Linked DNA regions of Mus musculus: region 1 is linked to region 2. Evidence: chromatin contacts called from public Hi-C data. All regions are on one chromosome and are shown on one strand. Each heading gives the region's core, a stretch centred on a gene start, on an enhancer-like site or on the middle of the called end of the contact. The rest is flanking DNA. Distances are from core to core; before and after follow the strand shown. Region 1 overlaps Nek6 (NIMA (never in mitosis gene a)-related expressed kinase 6). Region 2 overlaps Dennd1a (DENN/MADD domain containing 1A).

Region 1 (2,700 bases), core at 103-2,602, 730 kb after region 2:
TGGTTGTTCCCAACCTCACACATTTGCTTCTTCTCAGAAGGCAGGGGGGATGCAGCTCACCCAGGGGTGGTCGCAGGCGTGAGTTCTCAGCCAAGCTCTGCCACTCCAGCTGGAACGCAGTGGGCAAGGCTGTTTCGTCATCCGTAGGTGCCCAAGACTGCCTTGCAGGGTGACTTTGTGAGCGTACTCACTGCCAGTGTCCTCAGCCGGTTTGGCCCAGCAGCTAGTAGTTGGGGGGAACTCTGGCTGTAGTGTTCTTTCCATGCATTACCGCCACTGTGGCCGTGATTGGGAGCCCACAGCAGGCCTGGGAGCCCACACGTGGCTATGAGTCTGGCAGCAGCGTGCAGAAAGTGTCCTCAGGCCAGAGAACAGATCCTAGGCCTTGCTCTACTAGGCCTGGAAGAGCTGCTTTCTTCCCAGAAGCAAGCATGTGATTGAATATGAGACTCATATCTAGTTCAGTTTCAGGGCATCCCAGTGGATCCAAAAGGATCATCCCAGACCTACATTGTAGGTAATCTGAGGCCCAGATACAGTCCAAGCAGCACTGTGAGCACCCAGGTTGTATGTCCTGGGCCACCGTGCCTTGTATGCCACAACCTAGAGCCAGCCTCCCTCAGGTGGAGTTAAAAGTGGCCACCTATTAGGGGCTGGGGAGATGGCCCAGCGGATAAAACATACAGCATGCAGATCACCAGCACCTAAATTAGCACCACACCTGAAGCAGTGTGGTGGTCTAGCTGTGGTCTCTATGCTTGGGAGGCAGGCAGAGGAGCCCCAGGTCAGGCTTCACATTCAGAGAGGAACCCTGTGTCTGCGAATGAAGTGGGGAGCAGAGAAAGATACTGACCACAAATTCTGGTCTCCGCACATGTGTGAACATACACCCAAATACACACATGCTGCACCCTCACACATGTAAAACAAAACCTTACCCTTTGAAAAAAAATGGCTACATGTCCCAGATCTAACTCAGGTGTAGCAAGTGTCTGGTCAGGAGGTAGCTGCAGAGCCTGTGATTAGGTGGCTGTGTGGGTGGACAGGACTGGACTAAGACAGTGTCACTGGAGATTGTGAAGGGAGCTCACTGTCACTCAGGAAGCCCTCATCTACCTTGCCTGGAACCTTTCTATGAAGCAGACTAATAGGGTCATAGAAGACACAGGTCTTTGAGCACCTCCTCCTTGGGAGAATCATATACCCCCGGATGTGGCCTTAGAGTCCAGCCCCTATGGATGGCTGGCCTGGGCCCAGCAACTGTCACCAAGGGAGCCGGCAGTAGGCATATGCCCGACAGTTGGGGCCGGCAGGGAAGGTGTATTGGCAGGTGGCCGAGCCCTTGTGCCAGAGTCTGGCACAGCACGGCCTCTGGAGCTTCAGCTACCATATGCCAGTGTCAGCCCTCACAGCAGTGCTCCTGCAGATGGGGTGCAGGGTAGAAGTGGCTCTTGTTCTGGGGAAGGCAGGTGTGGCCTGTGGAGCGAGGCCTGGAGCAGGCCCGGGGGCAGTCGATGCTATCCTCACACCCTGTAAGAGCACAGAGGACATGGTGGCCTATGGAAGGGCTACAACCCAGCCTGCCACTGTACCTTTGACTCTTCTGTGTCCTCTGCTGGGAACTCCTTTCCTCTCAGTCCAGCCCTGCCCACCTTTCCAGCTATTGAGAGGGATGGAGGGGTACTTGGTAGCAAGAAGCTGTGTGTGACCGCTCTTCCCTCTTCTTGAGGCTCTGTTAGATGCCTTTCTGGCCTGTGGCCCCAGTAAGAACAGGGGCTTTTGTTTATGGCATCCTGGGTTTCCCAGTTTTCAGCTCGGTTTCTGCGTAGAAGAGGCATCTGAAGGGCTTGGAGAAGAGGGGGAGGAGAAAGAAAGTCTGGGAATGCTCTACTAAGACCACAGTTCCTGGACCTATGGCCTTGTTCTAAAGAGCAAAGCACAGTAGGAGAGTAAGGATGGAATCAGAACAATGGCCCCACTGTTTGGGTGTCTGTTGGGAGCCAGGCTCAGAGCTGAGCACTTCTGACCCTTGTAATGTCATCTAGTCCTCTAGCATTCTGGGAGAGGAGATGCTGTCCTTGTCCCCATGTAACCTATGAGAAGACCTGGGCACATAGTGGGGGATGTGGCAGAGACGGGGCTCAAGACTGGCGTTGGTGTTTGACAAACCCTCTTTCATGGTCAGCAGATAGGCCTTGTCCAGCATACAAATAATAGGAAGAGCCAAGCTGTCATTTATATTAAAGACCCGCCCCCTTATGCATGTTAGTGCGTCCATGTGTGTGAATACATATGGGGGTCCAGAGATCAACCTCAAGGGTTAGCCCTTGCCATCTACCTTATTTGAGTCTCCTTGTCTGTGGCTGCATGCACTAAGCTAGCCAGGCTGCAAGCTTCCAGGGATTCTGCTGCCCTGTGCTCCCATCTCACAGAAGGCGCGGGAGTACAGACACACTACTGTGTCAGCTGACTTGGGTCTCACACTTGCTCAGTGAGCCTTTTCCCCACTAAGCCCGAGAAGGGCTAAGCTTTTAAAGGGCCAACAAGGACTGTCGTGCTTGGTGGGGTAGAACATGGGGATAAGGGAAGGATCTCTCTTCCCTCCTGGCATCCAGTGTCCAAGTGCCAGGTGTCCAAGAGCTCGGGGGTTGGGGTGGGGAATCCCTTTGATTGAGTTGTCTAGGGCAGAAGGGATGATAT
Region 2 (2,700 bases), core at 88-2,587:
GTCCCCCAACCACAAGGTTGGAAGTGGCTAAAAAAGCAGAAGGGTCTCTGAAGCAAGGCTGAGTACTTCTGGGAGCTGGACCTGGTGCTGCTCCCGAAAGCCAAGGGTTGCTGTGCTGAGAGAGGAACTAGGTGTACAGGGACCTTTGTGCTCAGTTTCATGAATATCTGACGAGGAACAAGGGACACTGCCATCACCAGTCACCATCAGAACAAGGGTATTCTGCTGCCTGTGATAATTCCTACTGTCATCAGCAAGAACCCAGGTCACTCCACTCCCTTGGAGACTGGCTCTACTAGGAGATCAGGGGTCAGGGATTGAGGATCAGGGTACCCATGGCTCACAGACTCTCCGATGAGGATCCCTGGACAATGGTATAGACTCCGCACTTTGATCCTGGGCAGAGTAAGTGTAGCTTGATGGCCAGGAATGCATCTAAGAGCATCAAGGATGGGGGTGTTCAGGAGAGGGAGGACCTGGGGTTGGTGGCCTCAGAATAGCACAAGGATGGATGGTTGGGTAGGCGGAGGTGATGTGTGGCCAGGTGGCTGGGCTGCATCAGGAACAGGAGACATTTCTAGTCTCCACTAATGCAACCACTGTGGCCATCCTTTCTTCCAACAGAATTCTCTAATGCCTGCATGGCATTGACATATGGTCTAAGCATGGCCTGAGATGGTCCTTGCCAAGTTACCAGGTGGACACACACAGGAATAAGACATTGTTACTCTTTGGGGGTCTGTGTAGGAGGGAAAGTGGAGATCGGGAGGGAGAATGGAGACACCTATCTCAGCCCTTTGCCCTTAGGACAACCATGCCTGCCTGAGGACCATGGCAGCAGCAGGCAGGAGATGGGGCACTGGCAGTCCTAGGGGTGTGACTCGGTCAGTCCCAGGGCAAGTTGTTTCACTTGCTAGTGGGTTGGCTCCTTTGTATTTGAAAGGGGCTCACACTGTCCTGGCTGGGCTCGGGATGGTTAACCAACAAGCTATTACGCCAGGGTGAGGCCTCAGCTAAGTGGTACAGCCTTTGGAGGCTGACTCCTAGAGGCTTCCCCTGTAGTGACAGCAGATGGGAAATGGCTTCCCTGTGTGTGTGTGGAGGATGCTGTCACGTGAGCGCAGCTTTTCTTGACTGGACTTTTGCACTCAGTCACATAAATAGCCATTGAAACAAATGGACTACTGCTGTCTCTAGTCACCATTAGCCATTGTCAAGTGGGGGTAGAGGTGGACGTGGCAACACCGCCAGTTTACACACTCTTGGATGAGGGCTTCTGTTGGTTCCTGCTTTTCTAATCCTGGTTCCAGTGCCTCATCTGGCTTCAGGCTTCTCTTTGTCTCTACCACCCAGAATCCACTGGGGAGGGCAGTGAGTCAGGTCAGGGGCCTCTCACTCTGCTAATTGGGTTTGTGACCTTCTGTGAGGTGTTTGGACTTCTGGCTGCTCAGGCAGTGGGAATTGGCAGCCTGCCAGGGGGTAGCACCAAGACAGCTGCCCCTGCCCCCTGGGGCCCAGGCCCAGCTGGCATCCTAGAGACTTGCTGCTGGGCTGGTGGCAGCTTCCAGCTCTTGCAGGGTCAGAGGAGGCGAGGTGCTAGCAGCCTCACAGTTACATTCCACGCACACCTGGCACACAGTAAATGTTCATTAGGTGTTTGTGGTTGTTTACTGGCACCTGGTTGATCTCCAGGGTTAGTGGACTATGAGTGGCAGGCATCTGCCTTCACCAATTCCTACATCCCTCCATTCGGGAGACACCTTTGAGCAGAAGTCTGGATAAGCACTGGCTTGGCAGTCAAAGTCAAGGTTGAGGTATATAACTTCTCCCTGGAGAAGCTTGGAGCACAGGTATGTGTATATGCATGTCCATGTGCGTGTGCGCATAAGTGTGAGTGTGTGTGTTTGTGTGTCTGTCTACATGTATGCTTCTACAAACAAATGCCTTCAAGTGTGTATCCAGAGGAAATTTATCAGTGTAGGCTCACACTCTGGGCTCGGGCACAGGGAGAAAGTCTGTGATGTGATGTAACCGTCAGGGTGTTGGGGGCTGACTGGCCATTGTTGAAGAGGTGAGGAGGAATGGTAGGTCATGTGTCCCCCTATTTAGGATGTGACTGTGGCTTCTCTGGATACTGTCAGGAAGTGAAGCCTTGGCACCTCAAAGGTGGCAGACTGGGATGCCACCTTGAGCATGGGGAAGTCCACCTGTGCACCAGGCCTCTGTCCAAATGACCAACTCTAGCATTGGGGTAGTGCTGGGCTATACAGGAGGTAAAGGGCTTGGCTCCTTTGACATCTGACACTGACGGATGTGAAGCACGTCCATAGTGCTAGGGTAGCTTGTCTTCTGTACAGCGACACAAGAGGAAGTGTTCTGAGATGCAGACTTGGGTCACGGTCCTCACAAAATGCTTCTGGCAATGGCTTCCAATCCGTTTTCACCTTCTGAGGCTTTGGTACAGGGGCCACAAAGCACACTTGAGACAAATGCACTGCTGCCACTCAGCAGTGTGGGCTCCAATCGGTGCAGACTGTCTATGCGGCTGGCACACCTGCACTTGTTCCCACCTAGAGAATTTCCAGTGCTGCTGGCTGCTCAGAACCCAAGGGATGCAGATCTGGTACAAGGGATGAGGCAGTGTGGTTCCTGTCCACTAAGTTGGACAGGACAGACATATTCGAAGCACTGATGGGTGTA

What was found. A called contact is a pair of places that touch in the nucleus more often than the background predicts.
Region 1: a Hi-C map of cerebellum shows a contact between it and region 2, with 4 times the contacts expected there. The contact joins two enhancer-like sites. A contact is called at or near these places in 1 of 15 datasets of contacts at CTCF or cohesin (large pre-B cells), 2 of 484 Hi-C or Micro-C datasets (cerebellum and cortical neurons) and 2 of 115 datasets of contacts at active chromatin or transcription factors (embryonic basal ganglia and embryonic stem cells).

Annotation. Positions count from the first base shown.
Region 1 is chr2:38,538,494-38,541,193 of GRCm38.p6, forward strand. All of the region lies in intron 1 of Nek6 (NIMA (never in mitosis gene a)-related expressed kinase 6), which reads left to right. Among named protein-coding and RNA genes, the nearest start is that of Gm35808, 6.4 kb to the left of the region's middle. Within about 2 kb of position 1,353, at least 30 of the 459 cell types and tissues checked have an H3K27ac peak or open chromatin away from gene starts, as enhancers often do. A contact at or near this core is called in cerebellum, where this site is marked.
Region 2 is chr2:37,810,409-37,813,108 of GRCm38.p6, forward strand. The region is part of intron 20 of Dennd1a (DENN/MADD domain containing 1A); the gene reads right to left. Among named protein-coding and RNA genes, the nearest start is that of Crb2, 36 kb to the left of the region's middle. Within about 2 kb of position 1,338, at least 6 of the 459 cell types and tissues checked have an H3K27ac peak or open chromatin away from gene starts, as enhancers often do. A contact at or near this core is called in cerebellum, where this site is marked.